2 separate regions of the Zea mays genome follow, and region 1 is linked to region 2. Evidence: chromatin contacts called from public Hi-C data. All regions are on one chromosome and are shown on one strand. The core of a region is the stretch at or near the end of the contact, and the rest is flanking DNA. Distances in the headings are between cores, read along the strand shown. Region 1 has its middle 4.2 kb from the start of LOC109943616. Region 2 holds the start of LOC100192533.

Region 1 (3,493 bases), core at 271-2,770, 260 kb before region 2:
GCAAAAATGATATTCATGTTATATAGCAACTTAGGTTAGTGCTTCCGTAACTCGTCGTTCCTTAAGTTATATACCTTCTCTTTAAGTTATTATAACATTAGGTTGAAATATTACAGTCCTAATTAGAAGAAGAGAGGAGGTAACGACAGGAGATGGAGGTGAGATGATAGCAGAGCGGGAGGCCCGCTTCGCAGATCAGCACTGAATGGTGGAGATATTCCAGTACATGTAGATCCTTGGCGCCGCACATTGTTTTGCTCCACCACCTCCGTTGTTTCCTACAGTTGACCCTGTTCATTTCCATACCCCTGTGAGTATCAAAATTCTAGTCCTGCATGATATATATTTATCTGGTATAACACATGCAATCTCTTCTATGTGTGCAGGGACAATATGGGCGGCATCCAACAACCCTCATGGGTCGTCCAGCCCATCCGTGCCACCTCGTTGATGATCTTCTCTTAGTGGTGATTGTGAGACTTGTGTGAAAAACTTGTCTTAAACTTATGTTTGTGAAAAACTTGTCTTTGAGAGTTGGTAATACTTATATTGGTGAAACTTGGTATGAACATAGACACGTTTGTGAAAAACTTGTGAGATTTGTGGTTTTTGTGAAATATGTGGTCTCTATTATGTATGTGATGATTATGTGATATCAATGATATATATGATATATCATTTGTTTGTTTGGATGGAATAACAAAAACAAATAAAGATGAGTATTCGGGTCACTTTGTCGAGTGTAACGCTCGGCAAAGATGCACTTTGCCGAGTGTCATGTCATGGTCATAACACCCGACAAAGAAGGCACACCTGGACACTGGTAAAGCCTCTGTGCCGAGTGCCAAGGACACAATACTCGGCAAAGAAGTAAGCTTTGTCGAGTGCCTTCTAGTGCACTCAGCAAAGGAAATGACAAAGGGACCCGCTCGATATCCCTTTGCCGAGAGTCAGTGTAGCGGACACTCGACAAAAAGTGAGTCTTCGCCGAGTGTCACTCGGTGGACGCTCGGCATAGACTCCGTCGTCGTCACCTGACGCCGTGACGACGATTTTTCTTTGTCGAGTATCGAGTGACACTCAACAAAGTATTTACCGAGTGCACGATAAAAAGTACTCGGCAAAAAACCATTGCCGATGTATACTTCACCAAATATTTTTTGTCGAGTGTCACACTAAGCAAAGCTTTCGCCGAATATTTTTCAGGCTTTGAAGTTAGACAAAGTCATGAGAAACAACGCCTCGACCTACAATTTTCGCCATATTTCAATACTTAAGCTATATTTCAATACTCATATGGTCATATTGCAATCTGAGTTTGTGGGCCGCAAACTTACAGAGGGACCCATTACCCAGGTAAATCCGTAATTGCGCCATTTGCTCTGCGTTTTGATTATGAGGTGTTTGATTCTGTGATCGATTACTCGTCCTCTCGACCCACCAACCGCCACACGTCGAAGCGCCAACACCGCGCCGCTGACGCCTTGGCCCCGCGCTCCGTAGCTGTCATGGGCCGGCGGCAAGGCAACCAACTTTGCCTCCCTCTTTTCCTCGTGGCGGCAGCCGGCCTCCCCAAAGACGCGCCGGCCGGACCCCACGACGCGCCAACTCGCTTTCGTCGCGCCGAAGCCCCGCCCCCCAGTACGCAGTCCCACACGAACCGCCGTTCAAAAAACCCCTTCGGAGCCTTGTTTGATTTGATCGTTTGGAGCTTTTGTGTTGGAGCCTAGAATTTGAATAGATGTTCTTCGTCAAAATACAATATTTGTTCCATCCTAAAATAGTAGACATATTCATATAGGAAAAACCAAATTTGTACAACTTAGAAATTTCTGTATACTAACCGTGGGAGCAAAACTGTTCAACCACAGCGTTCACATGGGGATGATAATTTGCTCTAAATTTTACATTATATTTCCTCCGTATTTTTTATTTGTCACGGTTTAGTTTAAAAATAAACTAGCGTCTGACAAATATTTGAGAACGGATGATCGGAATAAAATCAGACTATATTTTTATTTATTTTTGAACTAAAAATATTTAAGAATCCAAATAAATTGTGAAGATAGATTTAGACCGTGGTGGACGTCATTATTTTAAGAAAAATGCTTCACGTACAACTCACCTGTACAACTAGAGTACGACCAACGTAATCTGTGGCTGTTGTTGCCTCGTATTCTGAACTAATGAATAATAAACCATTAGATGACCTTAATCCTACTTGAGTCTACAATTGTACTCGCACGTGTAGTGCTCTTCTTTCGATTAAACTATACATGTGTAGTATATATGACCAAAAAAATTATTGTGTTGGATTTATATTCAAAGTGCATGTAAGACGATATTGGTTCATTCTATTTTGTTTTATATTCAAAGTGCTTAAAATTCGTCAAAAATAGTATATAGACAAATTTTGTAAAGCTAGAGCTAAATCTGGCCGGCCCAATGTCCAGTCAATTGTGGTCGAACAGCAGTTCATCAGTGGAAGCTCCTCTTGTTCGTGTTGCTGCAGATGGTTTGGGCGCTCGCGTGGACAGGATCGGTATGGTCGTCGCGGCTCGGGTCCGGCATGGTCGGGGTACAGCGTGGCCTAGGAAGGGCCGGAGCGGCTTGGGTTCGGCGCGGCTGGAGGCCAGCACGGCTGCACGAGCGGCGCAAGCTCTCGGCACGGGCGTGACGCGTGAGGCCGGGGTCGAGCGCGGCCGCGCAGCCAGGCGAGGTGGTGCGGGGTGGCCATGCGCGAGGCCATCTCGTCCGTTGCGATGGAGGCCGTGGCCGGGGGCGATGTGGTGAGCCCAGCCAGCGCCGCGGCGGCGGCCATGGTCGGCTGGGCGAGCAGGTGGACAGGGCTAGCGGAGACGTTGGGAGAGGAAAAAAAAATGAACGAAACGTTATTTTTTAGATAGAGTTTATTTAAATGAGATATTTATTTAAACATGGTTAAAAATTTTACTTTCAAAATATTAGCACATATATTTAAAATAACGCTCATTAGTGCAGTGCAAATAGATGCATGGTATAGTGGTAGGAGCGGTAGTGTGGGCGTTGGGATAAAGAAAAGATGAATGAAAAAAATGTTTAATGAGTGCAATTGATAAGTAATTATTCCCGATGTCTCAGAAGATATCTCTACTACTATTATAATCCTAATGTAGGCGTCCACAGTGACACGGTGCACGTTCTGCCGGCCGCGATCCTTGCCGCATCCAGCGCGTCGCAGCGGCATCCAACGCTCCTGCCGCTTCCAGCCGCGCCCGCGTCCCTCCCGCAGCGCCCCGCCCCGCCCGCGCGTCCCTCCCGGCCGCCAAGCCCGCTTCCCGAGGCCGCATCCAGCGCTGCCCGCGGCCTATTCCATCCCGCAATTACCGCTCGCGCAAGGGTTTCCATCCCGCGGCCGCATCCAGCATGAATGTCGCCCCTCCTCTCATCTCTGGGCAAGCCCCCACCCACGGATCCGGCACACGTCGCCCCTCCTCTCATCTCTGGGCAAGCC
Region 2 (3,881 bases), core at 532-3,031:
GCCGATTTGCAGGTCATGATACAGAAATCCATGTGGCCCGATAGAACTAGGGGCAAATATAGGAAGCATCCGTTGAACTATCTAAACAGCACATGCACATTCGTACTTAAAAAACATCAACGGAAACCAACTAACAACTAGCGAACCTGGGTACAAGAAAAGCTCAACGGCTGACGCAGCGATGCATCCCAGATGTTCGACCAGTGGCGGAGGACGTGACAAAATCAAGGTGTTGCTAACGCAACGACGAAAAAATTCACTATACACCAAAGTAATTCATGGCTAGGAAAGTAATTCACAACACAATTTAAAGAAATCCTTTTTGTTAAATAACTACTACGGCGAAGCAGGATGAGCTAAGCTTAACACTAATGAGATATAAAGCACTTAAAACATTAATCCACACAACAAAAATAGTACACACTGAATACCAAGTACAGCAGTTATCTAAGTATCATCATAAACAACAATTCTATCCTATATAAAGTCAAGTATTGTTTGGCACAAGATAATGGTTTCCTGAAATCTAGAAGGAAGCTATAGTTGGTTCAATATAAATAGAATCAAACGTTCTAAAGTCTATTCTTCATAGAGGAATTACAACATACCTTAAAGGATAGCTAACCATCAAGATATTATTCTTACGACAGAAAATTGTTTATAGTATGAGAATTGATTCCCAAGTTAATGCGCGCGCTTTCACTTTGGAAATTCAGAACAGCAGTGATACTGATACCCTGAAGCCTTTTGAAGTATCAGAAACTTAACTGAATTGTAAGGTAAATGAAAGTGTAAATGCAAGGCAACAAATCTAAGCAGAAAGCACCAATCAGACAAGCTTGCAGCATTCACCAGTGAGACGTCGTTCACCGACGAGCAACGACGGCGGCCCGGGCGAGACGGCGGGTGGCGGACACGCACGCGTGGAGCTTTGCTGCGGCGCCGCGCCACGCGCAGACCTGGGGAAGGCCGACGAGAGGCTAGTTCTCTGGTGAGCTGCTACGGGCGGGCGGGGCCGAACCGGCGAGGGGCAGTTCGCGCCACCGTGGACAGCCTGTCGGGGCCGAAGTGGACGAGACACGGGGCGACCGCCGCGCTGCTACTTAGGCCACACCGCCTCAGCTTAAGGGCCGTCGGATGATTCGGCCGGTGCGGCAGGCGGGCGGGCGCCGCGCGGCAGTGGCCGAGGGGCGAGGTTGAGTGGATGACGGAGGCGGCGGGCGCAGGCAGGTGCGCCACGGGCTGCGGCTGGTCGGTCTGTGTGCGGGAGCGCGATGCGAAGACACTAGGGCTTTTTTTTACTTTGATTTCTGGACCATACTGGGCCCTCCGCCCCTGTGTTCGACGAAATGCTCCACCGAAAAACAACCAAAGAGTGCATCAATGGAGTCCCAGCAAAGGTTAAAGAAGGTACCTATGAACCGGATGAGGCAACCAAGATCCAAGGCGGCGAAAGAGCCCAAAGAAACCGGAAAATAAAGCGGCAGAGAACGCACTAATACAGGATGGGGTGGGGAAGAAGCAAGGGACGCTACGGAAGGGACATTCCTTGCGGGGATGCCAAGACGAGCGAGGGAGGGACGACCGGACGAGGGGGCGAGCGAGCGAGGGAGGCGTGGAGGAGAGGAGCGACGGGAGTGGCGAGCGGAGAGGGAGGAGGAGTGGGGGTTCGGGAACCGGAGACCGGGCGGGGGGCGGGGCGGGCGCCCGTTGTTGGCGGATCCACCGCACCGCACCGCGGGCGTGGTCTACTGGTTTCCTGTTTCTGCAAGTGGCACGTGCTTCCGCCGTGATTAGGACACTGGGAAGCGCTCGCTTTGAAATGGTTGGTTGGTTTGGCTCTCGGCCTCTCGCTCGGTGGACGGTGGTAGATGTTGCGTGTTGGCAGCGGGCTGGGCCGTGTATCTGCCGGGTCGTTTGGTCCAAAAGATCACAGGCCTACGAGTGTCTGTGTTTCGGTGTGAAATGGGGATTAGCATCATTGGGTCCATAGCAGTGTGGGTGGGCTTAGAGCATGCCAACTGTTATGTAAAAAAGTTCCTAAATCTCAGTTTAAAAAATTATTAGAAAATTGTCTCTAATAATACTCTAAACGATGTTGCTAAATTTTAAAAGTTGTTATTTTATCTTTTTCGTCCTCACATTTGGCAAAACCAAGAGGGACTCCTCAAAACACTTTTTCGTGCAAAATTAGTGTTCTATACCTTCTGTTTTTGTTCTCTTTTATTTTTTATTAATAAACTCCGGGCTACTATGTGGAAAAAAAATTGTTGCATGTTAGACTTTTTATTTCTGCAATTTAGGTCATATTTAGAATCAATTAATCATAGAGATTTGTGTATGTTTTGTACGCAAATTTTTCTGTACGTAGATGTTAGAACCATTGCAATAACAATATCATGTCTGATGGGAATAACATAAAATTTTCTAGAACGTGAGAGGGATAGGAGTTTTAACTGACATAATTTGAAATATTTGGCAGCTAAAAATAATGAACTACTAGATAACACATATTTTTTACTTCCTACTATTATTTAGCAACTCCTCACATCTATCATTAGAGAGATTTTTTTATAAAACTATTTGAGATGCTCTTACGTGTCTTGAGTTTAATTAACTTGGGCCCTTTATTGCTGAGATGAGAGGTCCGTTTTGTTCCTCAGCTTCTTCAAATGCGGGTAAACTTAAACTTCTTTTTTTTATTGTGAACAAATGATGGGCAAACCAATCGCCATGCATAGTCACGGAGTTGGCAGCGAGGACCTATTCCTCACCACAAATCGAATGGTGATGTACAGCCAATGTTAGGTTAAGCAGTCCGGCACAAATCGAATGGTGATGAGAAGTCAACTGAATGATGTTTAGCTTGGTAGGCAACGTGATGCTCTATTGCTCGGCACGTATTCTTTCATGACGTGCATACGGAGCTTATTTTATCCGTAAATTTTATCTTTTCTTTTTTTTTCCCCGTAAATCTCAACAAAATGGGGGAATGGAAGCCACGTATAATTTCTGAAAGATCTTTCAGCAACAAAAGATCTGAATATTTTAGCAACCTGATCACCGTCAAGAACGCGGTGCTATGTAAACAGTAAACGTGATACGGTTCTGCAGGTTTGACACTTCAGCCTTCAGTGTCAACAACGGCTCTTTTCTCTGAATAAAACATGTGCAGCGATGTGCGTGCCAGTTATGTTGCCTCAGGCATGCACGAAATGGACACGGACACCCCATGTTACGTGCGCAGATGATATACGCTTCGCTGCGTCTTTGAATTGACTCAAACAGCGTGTGACGTCGTGGGACGGACGGATTTGAGCAAACGACCGAGCTGCGTCTTTGAATTGAGCAAACAAATGTTTCTTTTTGATCCAATCCAAGTATCGAACTGATAGCAGGAGACGCAACGACCAGCTGCAAGTTGCTTTCGAGAAGACGAAAAGCGGAAGGATCCACTGGCGTTTCGCCTTTTGGCCTGAGAAACGAACGTTGCGGCTTGTGGCGAGTTTGAAATGGAGGCTGCTGGCTGGTGACCCTGTACCGGTAGTGGTCCCCTTAACGAACAAACTGTCCGCCGAACATCTTTCGAAATTTGAATGGAAGAAACATGCATGGTTTTAATATCAATTTAATACTATCTTGATCTGAGAAGCATCCAATGTTCATCCACACGCATGCAACAGTCATGCTAGAGACCGGTACGCTCTGCATTTGTGCTGGTCCTACAACAGCCTCAACTGGTAGATCCTGACAGGTGCATCAACAGAACATCATATGGGCAGACATGTTCGATTGATCTCAAATCTAAGGGGGATTGGAGAAGAACGAGGGAACTAAATCCCTAACAAGTCAAATTCCCCTCATCCGTCTTTAATCCCCTT

The links. Hi-C and Micro-C count contacts between places; a contact is called where the count stands out from the background.
Region 1: a contact with region 2 is called in a Hi-C map of endosperm, with 1.6 times the contacts expected there. The contact joins the enhancer-like site here to the promoter of LOC100192533 in region 2. A contact is called at or near these places in 3 of 25 Hi-C or Micro-C datasets (ear, endosperm and tassel).

The regions. Positions count from the first base shown.
Region 1 is chr1:47,594,243-47,597,735 of Zm-B73-REFERENCE-NAM-5.0, reverse strand. No RefSeq gene overlaps it. Among protein-coding and RNA genes, the nearest start is that of LOC109943616, 4.2 kb to the left of the region's middle. Within about 2 kb of position 1,520, at least 20 of the 20 cell types and tissues checked have an H3K27ac peak or open chromatin away from gene starts, as enhancers often do. A contact at or near this core is called in ear, endosperm and tassel, where this site is marked.
Region 2 is chr1:47,334,828-47,338,708 of Zm-B73-REFERENCE-NAM-5.0, reverse strand. LOC100192533 reads right to left here and starts at 1,781. Exons shown (of 5, transcript NM_001401842.1): 1 at 853-1,781; 2 at 609-767. It also overlaps the pseudogene LOC103634526.